Linked DNA regions of Hordeum vulgare: region 1 is linked to region 2. Evidence: chromatin contacts called from public Hi-C data. All regions are on one chromosome and are shown on one strand. The core of a region is the stretch at or near the end of the contact, and the rest is flanking DNA. Distances in the headings are between cores, read along the strand shown. Region 1 holds the start of LOC123429853 (anthocyanidin 3-O-glucosyltransferase 2-like). Region 2 holds the start of LOC123429852.

What was found. Hi-C and Micro-C count contacts between places; a contact is called where the count stands out from the background.
Region 1: a Hi-C map of leaf shows a contact between it and region 2, with 5 times the contacts expected there. The contact joins the promoter of LOC123429853 here to the promoter of LOC123429852 in region 2. A contact is called at or near these places in 2 of 6 Hi-C or Micro-C datasets (leaf and seedling) and 1 of 1 datasets of contacts at active chromatin or transcription factors (embryo).

What each region holds. Positions count from the first base shown.
Region 1 is chr2H:165,174,629-165,181,377 of MorexV3_pseudomolecules_assembly, reverse strand. LOC123429853 (anthocyanidin 3-O-glucosyltransferase 2-like) reads right to left here and starts at 1,574. Exons shown (of 1, transcript XM_045113828.1): 1 at 1-1,574. The coding sequence starts at 1,435.
Region 2 is chr2H:164,832,613-164,840,275 of MorexV3_pseudomolecules_assembly, reverse strand. LOC123429852 reads right to left here and starts at 1,858. Exons shown (of 1, transcript XM_045113827.1): 1 at 878-1,858. The coding sequence starts at 1,583. The coding sequence ends at 1,359.

The DNA of each region.
Region 1 (6,749 bases), core at 325-2,824, 340 kb before region 2:
CCGCCGTCGGCAAAACCAAGATCTCGCGCACGAGCCTCTGCAGCGCGGCGCAGGACGAGCCGCCCTCGCCGACGGCCTTCCTGCACGCGGTGCTCGTCTCCGCTGCCGTCTTCCTCGCCTTCTTCCCCTCATCCGACGCGCCGCCCATCAGGATCCGCACCGCTCGCTCCAGCTTGCCCGCCTCCACGAAGAATCCCTTCCTCCGGTCCATCTCCAGCTCGACCGCCGCGCCCACGCCGGCCACGAGCTCGAACGCATTCAGGTGCTGCTCCCCGTACAGCGGCCACGGAATCATCGGCACGCCGAACCACAGGCTCTCCAGGATGGAGTTCCACCCGCAGTGCGTAACGAAGCCGCCCACGGCGGCGTGGGACAGGATCTCCCTCTGCGGCGCCCATGCCGGCCACACCAGCCCCCTCCCCGCGGTCGCCTTCAGGAACCCCTCCGGGAGCAGCTCGGCCAGGTCCGCGTCCGTCGGGAGCCGCGTGCCGGCGACGGGCCGGCCTCGTAGCACCCACAGGAAGCGGTGGCCGCTGCGCTCCAGGCCGGCGGCTACCTCCCTCACCTGTGCGGCGTCGAGGGACCCCATGCTCCCGAAGCAGAGGAAAACCACCGAAGCCGGCGGCTGCGCGTCGAGCCACCTGACGCACTCGTGCGGCTGCTCGTCGTCCGTCGAGCCGAACCAGATCACCGGGCCGATCGCGTGGAGCGCCGGAGCACGGAGTCCGGGAACGCAGCGGCCGTCCGCGATTGCCGCGAGAATCGAGCCTTCGAGCTCGAGGGAGGTGTTCACGATGACGCCCCTGGCTTCCATGAAGCGGCGTCCGTGGTACTCGAACCAGTCGTAGCTCTGGATCTTTGCTTTCACGAGGCAGGCAGGCATGTAAGACGGCGGCACCGGCGGCAGCCCGGGCACGTCCACCGTGCTCTCCATCGCCTCAAACCCGGCACCCGTCAGATCCTCGCGTAGCGCCGGCAGGCGCAGCATGAGCGCCAGGAACGCGGCGGGGGAGGAAAAGTACACGTACGCCGGCACGGCGAGCTCGTGGACAACGTCGAATAGGGCAGTGAAGAAGAGGTCGACGACGACCGCGGCCACCCGGGACGACGGCCCCAGGCCCGCGATGGCCGCCTTGACGTGGGGCGCGTGGAGCTGGACGTACCGGGACGCGAATTCAGCAGGGTCCACGCAGCAGGTGGGATGCTCAACGGCGGGGAGCTGGAGGAAGCGGATGTCGAGGCCGGAAACCGCCTCTCGGCACACGTGGCCCTGGACCTCCGACGCCATTGCTTCCGACGGCGCGTGAATGACGAGCACGGTCAGCGTGAAGGCGCCCCGGCCGGTGGCGAGAAGCCTCTTGCCGGCTTCGAGCGCGGATATGAAGTGGCCGGATCCCCATTTCGGCACGACGACCACGGTTGGGCGGCACGCCATTGATGGACCTGAGTGGACACAATGGCACCTGAAATTCTGGTCAAAAGTGGCGAGCTCTGGCTAGGACCTGAGTGGGCACAATAGCTCTTGAGGTGATCACGCCAGGCCCCTGTCTTAGCAACCCTCGCTTTGGTCGCATCCAAATCGCATCAGCTTTGCCACCGAAAGGTACAACCTGCCGACTATACGTCGTCTTCTTCGAAAAATAACAAATATGCCGCGCCATATGTAGTACAGCAATATCCATGGAATATTTACCTTTTTTCCCAATACTAGGATTCTCCATTTTCGGTGTCATCGTATTAATACTGTGAATAGGCAGGACCCAAGAGCATCTACATCGAGAACAAATTCGACCTTTCAAACGTATCCGATGCGTTCGTGTACACCGACCGGTCAAACCTCTATAATCGGATATCTTAAATTAGAAAACCTTAAATCCATACTATTACATTACAACATAAACCTAATAGTAAGCGGAGCTCGTCCGGCTCCGATGTGTCCATGTCCGGCGGTTGGTTGCGTCCCTTGTAGCGTCCGTCCAATCGCCAACGGGGTAGAGTAGGACATGGGACACTAGTCAGATCATGTGAGTCGAGTTTTCGCCATCTCTCATGCCCTACTCTTCCTCGTCGAGCCGTAATTCGTACGGTGCGTGTGAACATGGGAGGAGCCGACGTGCACCACGACGCGGTTGCGGCACCCGCACTGATTCATCATACGAGGCGTCGAAAATGCGACACTCCCTCTTCAACGTCCACCGCCACGAAGGCCTCTGCCGCATTCCATGCCCGTTGCCTTGCACGACAGGTATGTCGTGTCATGTTTGCGTCCCGAGACGCCCATTGTGCGTCCTCGGCGAGCCAATGCAGGGATTGCACGTCCGCCACGACGTTTGGACGCCACACGAACCGCATCGCCTCTGATGAGGCAGCGACGCCGGATCCATGCACCGGTTGTGCGGACGCAATGTATTTCCGGCGTTGCGAGTCCGAGCGTTGCCATCGGGCGACCGCCTTCCGGGAGCGGCGGAGCGCAAGCCGGACTGCCAACTCCTCCTCGGGGCTACGTATGATGAGCTCATGATCGACAGATCTGGAGATGAAGGACTAGGATCCGCTACCCGTCATGCCGGAGACGGCCGGAGATCACCGGAGGTGAGCTTGGATGGCGGAGGGAGTGAAGTGAAGTGGTTAGGGTTTTGTCCAACAAACGGACGGGGAAGAATATATGTGGGGTCGTTGCGGGCTAGCGCGGGCCAGGCTCATGTGGCAGGCTTCCGTCTCATATTTGGGCTGTGTCGGTCACCTCGGGCATTTGAGCCTAGTTTAAACTGTTTTGTTGGATCAAAATTTTGTGATCGGTCGGTAACCGGATGGTCCGTCCGGACGTATCAGGTATGTTTGGGACGGTGGGCTGTAGATGTTATAAGGACTCCCGATGGATAATTCAAAGATCGTGGACGGACAAGAACCGCTTTAAAATAGTTTCTTTTCGATAATGTTAAAAAACTAAAGTTAGATTATCTATTTGAGTTTTGCTTTTGGGAATTTATAATTCCTGGTGAAAGTCCATAATTTCCATTTCCATGTGAAAACATACAAAATTGATATGATGTTGTAGAGATTTATCATGCTCTAAAACGAAAATTAACATGTAGTATAAAAAAATGGGAGAAAAATCATAGCATTGCGTAGAATAATTCTCACGCATTCAATCGGGATGTGACAATCCGAAGGCGTTCGCGGGGATTGATAAATGTACATTCATTAGTTAGTGATGTCCTTTTCTTTTCACGTAGAAGGATTTGTTAGGAAATATGTAATTTGTATTTCATCAGGGTCATTGGCCAATATATGTATCTGTGTGTGGGGGTGGGGGTGGGGTGGGGGTGGGGGGTAAATAAGAACTAAACCCCTCATACAATGAGAAAATAGGACATAACCCTAACACCCCTCAAACTAAAGGTGGATAAATACATTAGGTTCGGAGAGATAGTAGTCATGTTGCGTTCTAGATTGGGCTTAAGTAAAAAAATCCGGTAACCGTAACTCGAAAGGCATATATCAAAGAGCAATAATCTGATTATGCACACCAAGGCACATATAGAAAACATCAACGCCGATATGCTTGTTGAGCTCATTCTTCATAGGGTCGCATGCAATGCTAATAGCACATGTAATGTCACACAATATCAAACTAGGTGTTGTGACAGAAACACAAAAGTCTTAAAGTAATTAGAGCAACCAAGTCACCTTTGCTGTCAAAAGAGTCATAGCTCGCAACCCAGCCTCTGCACTCGAACGCGAAATTGCAGTCTGCTTCTTCGTCTTTCATGCAATGAGAGAACCACCAAGAAAAACACAGTAAGCAGAAAGTAAACGGCGATACAAGGGCACTAGTCCACATAGCATCCGAATATGCGTGAAGTTGTAATGAACTAGAGCGAGGAAAGAACAGGCGCTGAGTGATCGTGTCCTGAAGATATCGAAGAACACGAAGGAGGTGACTATAGTGAAACGTAGCGGGGGCGGAGACAAACTAATTCAGAATATGGAGTAGATAGGAGATATCCAGACGAGTGGCAGCTAGAGAAGACTCCCAATAAGACGATGATAATGCATTGGATCAAGCAAGGGGTCACCATCAGTATCATAGAGGTGAACATTGAGCTCCATGTTAGTCTCAACAATGCGTTCATCAGTAAGAGCAACACGAGTAAGAAGATCTTGAATATATTTTTCCCGGGAAATAGAAAAGCCATCAGAGTTAGAAGAGACCTCGATCCCAAGAAAATAGTGAAGAGGGCCAAGATGAGACATAAGAAATTGCTCATTAAGACGAACCTTCACAAATGCAACATACTCGTGGTCGTCGCTAGTGATAATCATGACATCAACGTATGGAATAAGAAGAGTACGACCACAAGCATAAAGGTGAACAAACAACATTGTATTATGAGCACTTGCTGAAAAATCAACGACTGTCGCCATAGAGGCAAAATTCTCAAACCAGACGCGAAGGGCTTGCTTAAGGACATAGAGAGAATGACGAAGACGACATACCATGTCATCAGGAATAGAATACCCAGGTGAGGGCTCCATGTGAACCTCCACACGTATCTCACCATTAAGAAAGACATTGTTAACATCAAGATGAGAGACATACCGATGGTGAAAAGAGGCCACATGAAGGAGTGTGCGACTAGTGGTCATATGGGCCACACGATAAAAAGTCTCGTCATAATCCCGACCATGTACCCGATGAAAGCCACGAGCCACAAGAAGAGCTTCGTAACGCTCAAGTGACCATCAGAGCGATTCTTAACCTTGTAGAGCCACTTACAAGTGTGTTGGGGAACGTTGCATGGGAAAAACATTTTTTCCTACGCACACGAAGACCTATCATGGTGATGATCATCTATGAGAGGGAAATTGGATCTACATACCCTTGTAGATCGGTAAGCAAGAAGCATTAAGAAACGCGGTTGATGTAGTGGAACATCTTCGTGAACCAAATCGCCGCCATCTCACGATCCTCCCCGATCTAGCACCGAATGGACGACACCTCCGCGTTCAGCACACGTACAACTCGATGACGATCTTCGCCTTCTTGATCCAGCAAGAGAGACGAAGAGGTAGCTGAATTCTCCGGCAGCACGACAACGTGGCGGTGATGATGGTGGATCTACTCTGGGAGGGTTTCGCCGTGCCGTACCGAACTAACTACGGGGTGTCACGAAGTAGTGGAGGGAGAGGGGGCTGCACAAAGGCTTGAGGTGCCAAAAACCCTCTCAAACCTCCACTATATATAGGAGGAACCAAGGGGAGGGTGGCTTGCCTCCTACTCCAAGTAGGAGGGTTCGGCCGAGCCCAAGAGGGAGGATTCCTCCTCCAATTCGGTTTGGTGGAGGAGTCCTTCCCATCTTGTCCACCCCCTTCCTTTTTTTTTCCTCTTTTTTCCATTTTATTTTTGCTTCAGCCGAAATAGGCTTATTGGGCTGGCCTCACCATCCCACCAAGGGATGGTGCGCCACCCATGGGCCTATTAGGTATTCTCTCGGGTGGGTGGCCCCTCCCAGTAAAACCCAGAAACCCATTCGTCACTCCCGGTACTTTACCGGTAATGCCCGAAATCTTTCCGGAAGCCAAATGCAATAATCCTATATATCAATCTTCGTTTTCGGACCATTCCAGAGACCCTCGTGACGTGTGGTATCTCATCCGGGACTCCAAACAACATTCGGTTACCAACATCAATTATTCAACTATACCGAAAACGTCACCGAACCTTAAGTGTGCAGACCCTACGGGTTCGAGAACTATGTAGACATGACCGAGACACTCTCCGGTCAATATCCAATAGCGGGAGCTGTATTTCCATATTGGATCCTACATTTTCTACAAAGACCTTATCGGTTGAACGTCTATGTCAAGGATTCACACAATCCCGTATATCATTCCCTTTGTCCTTCGGTATGTTACTTGCCCGAGATTCGATCGTCGGTATCGACATACCTTTTTCAATCTTGTTACCGACAAGTCTCTTTAGTCATTCCGTAATATAAGATCCTGTGGCTAACTCTTTAGTCACATTTCTTGCAAGGCTTGTTTGTGATGTTGTATTACTGAGTGGGCCCCGAGATACCTCTCCATCACACGGAGTGACAAATCCCAGTCTTGATCCATGCTAACTCAACGGACACCTTCGAAGATACTTGTAGAGCACCTTTATAGTCACCCAGTAACGTTGTGACATTTGATACACACAAGGTATTCCTCTGGTGTTAGTGAGTTACATGATCTTATGGTCATAGGAATGTATACTTTACATGCAGAAAACAATAACAACAAAATGACACGATCATATGCTACATTTATAGTTTGGGTCTGGTCCATTGCATCATTCTCCTAATGATGTGATCCCGTCATCAAGTGACAACACTTGTCTATGGCTAGGAAACCTTAACCATCCTTGATCAACAAGCTAGTCAACTAGAGGCTCACTAGGGACATTCTTTTGTCTATATATCCACACATGCATTTATGTTTCCATTCAATACAATTATAGCATGGATAATAAACGATTATCTTGAAATAGGAAATATAATAATAACGATTTTATTATTGCCTCTAGGGCATATTTCCAACAGTATCCCACTTGCACTAGAGTCAATAATCTAGCTTCACATCTCTATGTGATTTACAATGTAATGAATCTAACACCCATACAGTTCTGGTGTTGATCATGCTTCGCTCGTGGAAGAGGTTTAGTCAACGGATCTGCAACATTCAGATCTATGTGCACTTTGCAA
Region 2 (7,663 bases), core at 609-3,108:
TGCCCGCGCTGCTCCCACGGAGTGCGCGGGAGGCGGAAGAGGACCAGCAGCGCCGCCAGAAGGAAGAGAGAGATTGACACCGTGCTCTACGAGCAGGGTCTCGCGTCGGCCCTCGCCTTCTGCCACAAGGTGGAGGAGTGGTGCCGCGAAGCGACTGCGCAGGAGCGCATCTACGTCAAGCTCTCCTTCGACGAGGACGAATAGTGAGCGCACTCCGCATCTACTACCACACGAGCTCGACTCCGATGAGCTCAATTTTGCATAGTGTGGTAGGATAGCTAGTAGCTCCGGTAGGTTAGCTTACCTTTACCCCCTTCTAGTAAGTGATGCACTCTGAATGTATTTTGTACGATCGTCTACTATGTAATGAATGTGGTTTTAATTTCGTCCGTGATTTTTTTTAAATTATACAGTTTGATTATGTGGGGTCTGTTTTGCAGCGCAACATTCCATCCCGTAAAACTTCATTTTGTCTAACTGTAAAATGCTTTTGTGGAGGTGTGCGAGAGATGCTCTTAACAGAGACCCGCTAGCTGGCGCAGACATTGTACATCGTGGGCCACCGAAATTTACACGAGCGCAGCAGTTTGGTATGGGCTGTCCACATCCATGTGCCATATGTCCTCGTATGCCATGATGCACATGCAGTTAATGCCCATCTGCTGGTGGTCGGCCTGGCATGAGGTTTCAATTTGCCAAATGCTGTTGCTTTCCCCTCCAGCAGGCAAATTTTTTGACAGAATAATTTATCTTTCGCAGGAATTGACGGAACAAATTTGACGACAACGCAACACGAATATACCCCGTCCTTGTTTATTTGGAAAAAATATCTCATAGCAGTAGTAGATAGTAGGGCCTTGTCAGATGAAAGGTGTGATTTTCCCAACAAGAAGAAAAGATGAATATTGTGAGGAATCACACGGTTAATGCCGTGGAGAGGAGAGGGGAAATGTATGAACAGCCATGCTATTACAAGAGGAACTAATTAGTGATGGATAACAAATAGAGATCCTAATGCTTCCCTCTTCTCTCTTGCATGAGATCGTGCTAACAATTCCTATTGTTCCTGACGGAGATACTAATCGAGAAGAGAGGGCAATGCAACCTTATCTCGGAGTACTAATCAAGACTTGCCACCTTGCATAATACTATATGTACATAAGACCACAAGAATCCAGTGCAACAATCTCCAAGGCCAAGCTAGCTAGAGAGCACGGCTAAAAACACAAATTAATAAGCAGATGGAGCAAACAAAACTAGCTGGCACATACATGCATGCTCCACCGCCGTCGGCAAACGGGACGCGGGTGGAGACGGCCGTCGCGCGCGCAGATCAATCAGCGTCAACGACCGCGGGTCTAGTAGAGCCGGTAGTGGCGGTAGGACTTGAGCATGGCGCCGCAGAAGGTGCAGATGATGGCGCGCCAGGTGACGCGGTGCACGGTGAGGAGGTAGCAGAGCCGGGTGGCCGTCTCCATGTCCGCCACGCTGGCGCAGCCGCCGCACCGCGAGCAGATGCCCGCCGCCGGCTTGCTGCTCCGCACCTTCCGCCGCTGGTCCACCAGGAAGCAGAAGAACACCATGCCGCCGCTCCTCCTTCCGCGCCAAGCTCTCCAGAAATATCGCTGAAACTCTCGCCGGAGGTATTTGATAATGGTGCCTGGTGGTGGTGGACAGTGCAATACAGCTAGCTAGGCCGCGCGCCGCCTGTGCGATCTGCCACTGCGTCAGCGCGCGCGGGGGGTATATATATAGTCGCGGGCCGCGGGCGAGGATGCGTGGTGGTGGTTGTGATTTTGGTCAGCAATGGCGGGGAGCCAGTAAGCAGGCAATGTGCGGGCGGTGTGATGGATGGAGGGGAGGTAGGAGGAGGGATTTAAGGCGGGGCGAGGACGGCATTGATGGCTCTCACGGTGGTGGGGAAGGTGGCGGTTAGGGGTGGCCATAATGTCGTCCCTGCCAAGCGTATGCTTCTTGACTAAGTCTATTCTCTATTGTATGCGACGGAGTACGTACTGGTTTGGTTTAACCTCGCCGCGGCAACGCCAGAACGTGGTGTGGTCCGTCAGCCAAACCACTTTCACTCGAGAGTATAGTGAGCAGTAGTGTCGCGTTCGTCCGTCGCATCTGAGAGGAAACCTTTCACCATTGTGTGGTTACGCAGATGCATCCATGATATCCATCCATCGACGGTTAGCGCTGCTTGCACGTTGACATGGAACGGCGCGATGGGGTTTTGATCCTAGACTAGAATCTGCCCAGAAAGATCGAGCCCAGCTGGAACGTTACCTGCATGGTTTTTGGTACTTCACATATTTGTTTCAGTTGAGTCTGATTAAGCATATACAGATAAAAAATCAATATCTTCATATTGATTGGTTCCTTGAATTCACTCTAGACTGCATGTGCCGAAAAGGAAGGCATGTATTTGGTTGTGGTTTGGTTTGAGACGAAACACAGGTCCGATTATTTGGTTACATCCAGAACCATAGTGTGGTAACCTCCTCCTCTATATGATGAGGTTACCAGATGCATAAAAATAAAGCAATCGGAACAAACTTAAGCACACATTAAAGTTTAACCACGCACAAAAGTTGAACATAGTACAATAAATTTTAAGCGATATCGTAGTACATAATAGTCTTAAACGAACAACTCGCAACACGGAACTAAAACGAGAGGTCATTTACGCGGTCACGGCAAAGGCCTCGCTGTGCTTCTTGCACTTGATGACCACCTCCACGTCGTCGTCGTTAAAGACAAACACCTTCATGGTGTTCGGGTGAGCAACTTGAAAGTCAGCATGTACCCGATTCTGACCTGGTGAACGGCAACGAAGCCGGTGTTCGTCTTCAGACTGAACTCTGTAGGCACGACGGAGAAGTGGTTCATGAAGTCCAGAGGCAAAGATAGAGCCTATAGCTTTCGAGGAAAGATCACCTTGCAGAAGCGGGTTGGTCCTGCCTCCTCATGGTAGTGCACGTAGTTCCTTCGCTTGGCGTTAGGGGATCCTGCACCAGGGCGTCCACCAATGGCGTCACCACCTCCTTGCCCTTCTTCAATGGTGGCACCACCTCCTTGCCCTTGCCCATCTGCATTATCGACAACACGCAATTCAAAGGTCAACATTCATTCCTACCGGCCTAACTCTCATATATTTACCCACACTTCTTAGAGCATCTCTAACAGACCCCGTATAATATCGAGCCACAAAATGCGTTTACACCTCACTGCTGAGCAGATTTGTGGGCGAATTCGTGCGCTGCACATCAGTCCCCATATATGAAACTGTAAATTTTGGAAAAAAAACATTCATGGGAGAAACTTGCAAGCAAAGACATTCATCATACATAGTTGATCATCATAGACAACATAGATATATAGTTCCTCATCCAACTACATCACACTACTACGTAGGAGGGGGGATCTGCGGGCCGTGCAGCGTACCCGAGCCTAGGCTACCAAAAGCGATGGGTATGGTAGCGATGACGCGACGAAGGAGCTAGAGGATCTCAATCCTCGTCGGAGTCGAGGTCGATCCAGACCTTGGCCTGCTCGGCCTTCATGACGCGCGGGTCGGCCTCCATGGACGCGTGCGCCTGCGACGCCGCGAAGCCCTGCTCGAGGGAGATCTCCTCAATCCTCGAGCTCGTGGCGGATGCGCGTCTCGGTCTCCTACGCCTCCCTCACCCAGCACTCCATGATGGCGCGCACAAGGTGGTCCTCCTGCCCCGGGAGGAGGTAGTCTTCGGGGCCGATGACGCCTCGATGCGGCGGGTCAGCATTGGCCTCGATCTTGACGGCGAGCGGCCTCAGCTTCTCCGGCTCTCTCTTGACCGGAGTGATCCGCCACGAGCTCGAGCGACTGCGGACGACCTCAAAGCAGTAGAGGAGCCAGAGGAGGCGCGGCGTTGGACCGCGAGCTCGCGCTCGTACTCGTCGAGCTCGCGGCATTTGAAAGCCGAGGGCAGCTGGCTACCGTAGTTGAGCCACCTCCATGCCCCCCGCTTGCATGCAGCGTCGGAGATGCGGCGGCGGCGGTGCTCCGCGTCATCGCCACCATTTCCGTGGCCGTCCATGGGGCCGGTACGGGGCGCTAGGGTTTTTTTAGGCTCGGCGACGGCGACAAATTCGAACGAAGTGGGAGAGGAATCACGGCGGAGCGGCGGCGGAGGCGGATAGGATTTGACCCGTATCCAAGCGGTGAAACCGCATAAATAGCGGTGGAAGGGGTCTTTCTGCGGGCCACGGTAAAACAATTATGGGCCGAATCCGCGATATATTGTGTATTCTGGCAAGAAAAAGGGTCGAACCCGTATACTCGTCGGAATTATACAGGTTCGGCCCTTTTACGGGATCTGCTAGAGACGCTCTTACCCAACACCGCAATCGAATCCTCTCTCATTTTCACCTCCTCTCTCATTTTCACCCCCTCTCTTCTTCAACCTTTTTGTTTCACCACCTCTCCCTCACCATGAACTCTAACCCCAACCCTTTCCCATAGGGCATGTGATGAAGGGCATTCTTCATCGGGTGCTTGCTCAATGACTGCAGGAAGTTTAAGGAAACAATGGAAGTGTGCTCGAACTTCACGAGCATGGTTGAAGTGCACAAGGAGGCCGACACTATGATGAAGAAGGCGACAACGAAGGAGTTGAAGACGTTGATTCCTGACCCAGCGAAATGCGCTTTGTGTGTCGACGTCCTTCGTTGGGCCATGAATCAGGCGACGCTCGTCACGGGGCCAACTAAGCCAAGTATAGGAAGTACAAGCGTCCCAATGACGACCATGTTGCGGTGTACTAGACGACATGAACTGTGGTGGATCCGGCGGAGGAAGACGATGAGGTGCGGATGGTGGCCACGACGCCGGCGGCAAGCGACCGTGCAAAACCCATCGTTCCTGACCATGACGATGAGGAAGAAGACAGTGTGAAAAAGACGAAGAGAAAGAAGACGGTCACAAAGAATAAAATAAGCCTACGCCCCATCGCCGCTCAATGCGACTCCAGGGTCGCCGCGGCTAGACAAGTAGGTTGTTCCCCAATCTCTATCCCCGATGTAATGGACCGATTAGGCATGAACTCAAGATGTGATCAATCCCCCACCCTCGATATGTTCAATCCCCTCCCTCACTCTCCTATCGTGTGCTCCAATTAAATCTAGCCTGAGTCAACGGAGTTACTTTAGAGAGGTCAAAGAACGTACCGCCATTGCTGATGCGCTCCGGTGAAGGTCTGAAGTCGTTGTGGTGGTCGCCGTCGTCGTAGATCCTGGTGGTGTAGCTCTGGCAGTCGCCGTCGCCGGTGTGAGTAGAGAAGAGGGGAGAGAGCGATGAGGAAGGGAACTGAGGGTAATTATGACGGCGCTTCGGAAAACACCACGACTTGTCGAGACTGCATCCACACGTGCAACTGCCCACATCCATGTGCCTAGGGTTGCACCGCTCGGGCCTGGTTCCACAAAAAGGATCGATTTGAGCGTTCCCGTGGATGCATGCCTAAAGATGCTTTTTTGGAGGAGGTTAAGACCCCCGGCCTGTACATCAATCAATGTGTACGTTCATGTTTATTAATTATTCAACAAAGATCTCGCAAGAACATACATCAAACCATGTGAAGCCACCACTCACACCTCCAAAACATGATAATGTGGAGTGCTCTCACTCCCAATATCTAAAACCGGTGTCGTTGCCGATCCATTCACAAAACGTATCGGAACCTACAGTTGATGCATCAACCTAAAGCGTATATCACATGCACACATTTTAGAAGCCGCCATCATCATCGAACCGCTGACCCATCTTGAGGAAAGAGATCTGCATCCTCCGTGCCAGTCTGGCCATCCGTCGACGCCGCCATGACGCCCAACGACACCACCTCCCTACGCACAAACTACTGAGCACGTCGCGATCGCCGGCAATACACCACAGCACCATGCCGCCGAGTACCATCAGTCGACACAGCTTGAAACCTTTGGAAGATGTGTCGTGCGTAGCACCTAACGAACAAGCATGACACAGCGTAGCACCTGCCGGACACGCATGACTTGACATCTTCACCGAAGCTCCGTGCAAGACGAAGCTGCTCCACCTCTTGCCTCTGTCTTTCAGCATCACTCCACAAATGATGCTCCCAAGAGAGAAACGACATTGCAGTGCCGTCATCGTCCGATCTGGAAGACCAGATCCTAGGGTTTCCCCCGGAGGAGCACGAGTGGATCGACAGTAGTTATTCGATGATACGTTCATGAAGGTAACGACGCAGGACGCCGCCATTGCCCGCCGATGTCTCCCCGACTAGCACTCGGGACTGCTTGATGGATCTGGAGATCTGACCACCCAGCCTCAGGCCGACCACCTCCGACGAGGAAGATGACCACCATCGCCAAGGCCCGCCTCCATGCAGAGAAGGGCCATCAAACTCCAGCACCATCAATAGTCGTGCCCGACGCCAAGCCATGCACTGCCACCAACGGCACATCACGAGCACCCCGGTGATGCCTCCCCGATCTACCTCGATGCCGATCCAACGCCGAGCACGGGCGATAGAACCAAGCCGGCAAGTAGCCCCAAGGGGATCCCGTCCGACTCCGCCAAGCCGAGGTGCCACCGACCCCCGCATTGTCCAGATCCTGCAGGTCGGCCGTCGCACACTGCAACCATCACCAACACCTAGTCCTTCTTGTGCAGCCCTTCACGCCCGTCACCGTGGCAACCCGACGTCATCACGCCCCCACACAACACTGCAGTGTTGATCGCCCCATGACTATCCCGCCTCACGAAAAGGAAAGAGTGCGTCGTTGCCGCCCACGTCGGGTGAGCTTTGCCCGCCAGCATGCCCTGGCGGCGACGAGGGGGAGGGAAGGGGGAGGAGGGTCGCGGTCCGGCGACGACTAAGGTTTCCTCCCCTGCCGTCTATGAAAACGCCACAGGAGGAGAAGTTGTATGCCTAAAGATGCTTTAATCAGGCCAATCAGTCGATGCGGATAACCAAACGACCCAAACTCTTTTTAACGGACCTGACCCGATCTAATGCATCCTACCAAACGCGTCCTTGATCCACCGGCGTGCAATGGACCGACGGTGTTGTTGTTCGAGTTGTTCCCCTTGGACTGCCAACAACTATGGCTGTTTGGAGAGGAAAAAGGTACTCCTATGGGTTGGACAAGGACGGGGCGTAGGTTGCCTGCCAGAGGTTGGTTTGGACTTAATTAGGTGATGGATAGGCAGCAGGGCATGTCAGCCAGGTGACTGTCATCACATTAATATGCCTGCTGCCTCACATTTGGCTCTCGCGAAAAACGTCTCCTCTCGTGCATGTACGTACGTACTAGGTTGATATTTGTTTGTGGGTTGAGACTTCCTTGCTAAGTAATCTTGCGAGTTGGCAACGTTTTTCAACTTGTGTTTAGCGTACACGGACGAATCTGTTAATTGTGCTGGGTGCCGCTGTGACCATGAGCAACTGGCCTAGCGACGCCTACTGACAGCCCTACACCGATCGGCTTGTGTTGCTTTCAGCACCCCTATCATTGTACAGGGCCATCGCATGCTCAGAAAATTTAGATTTTTGTGTGAAGTGAATATGGTGCAGTATGAAACTCGTATAATTCCAAGCTTCAAACATGCATGTATGTCGTCCTTGGAGTAGTATTTGTTGGG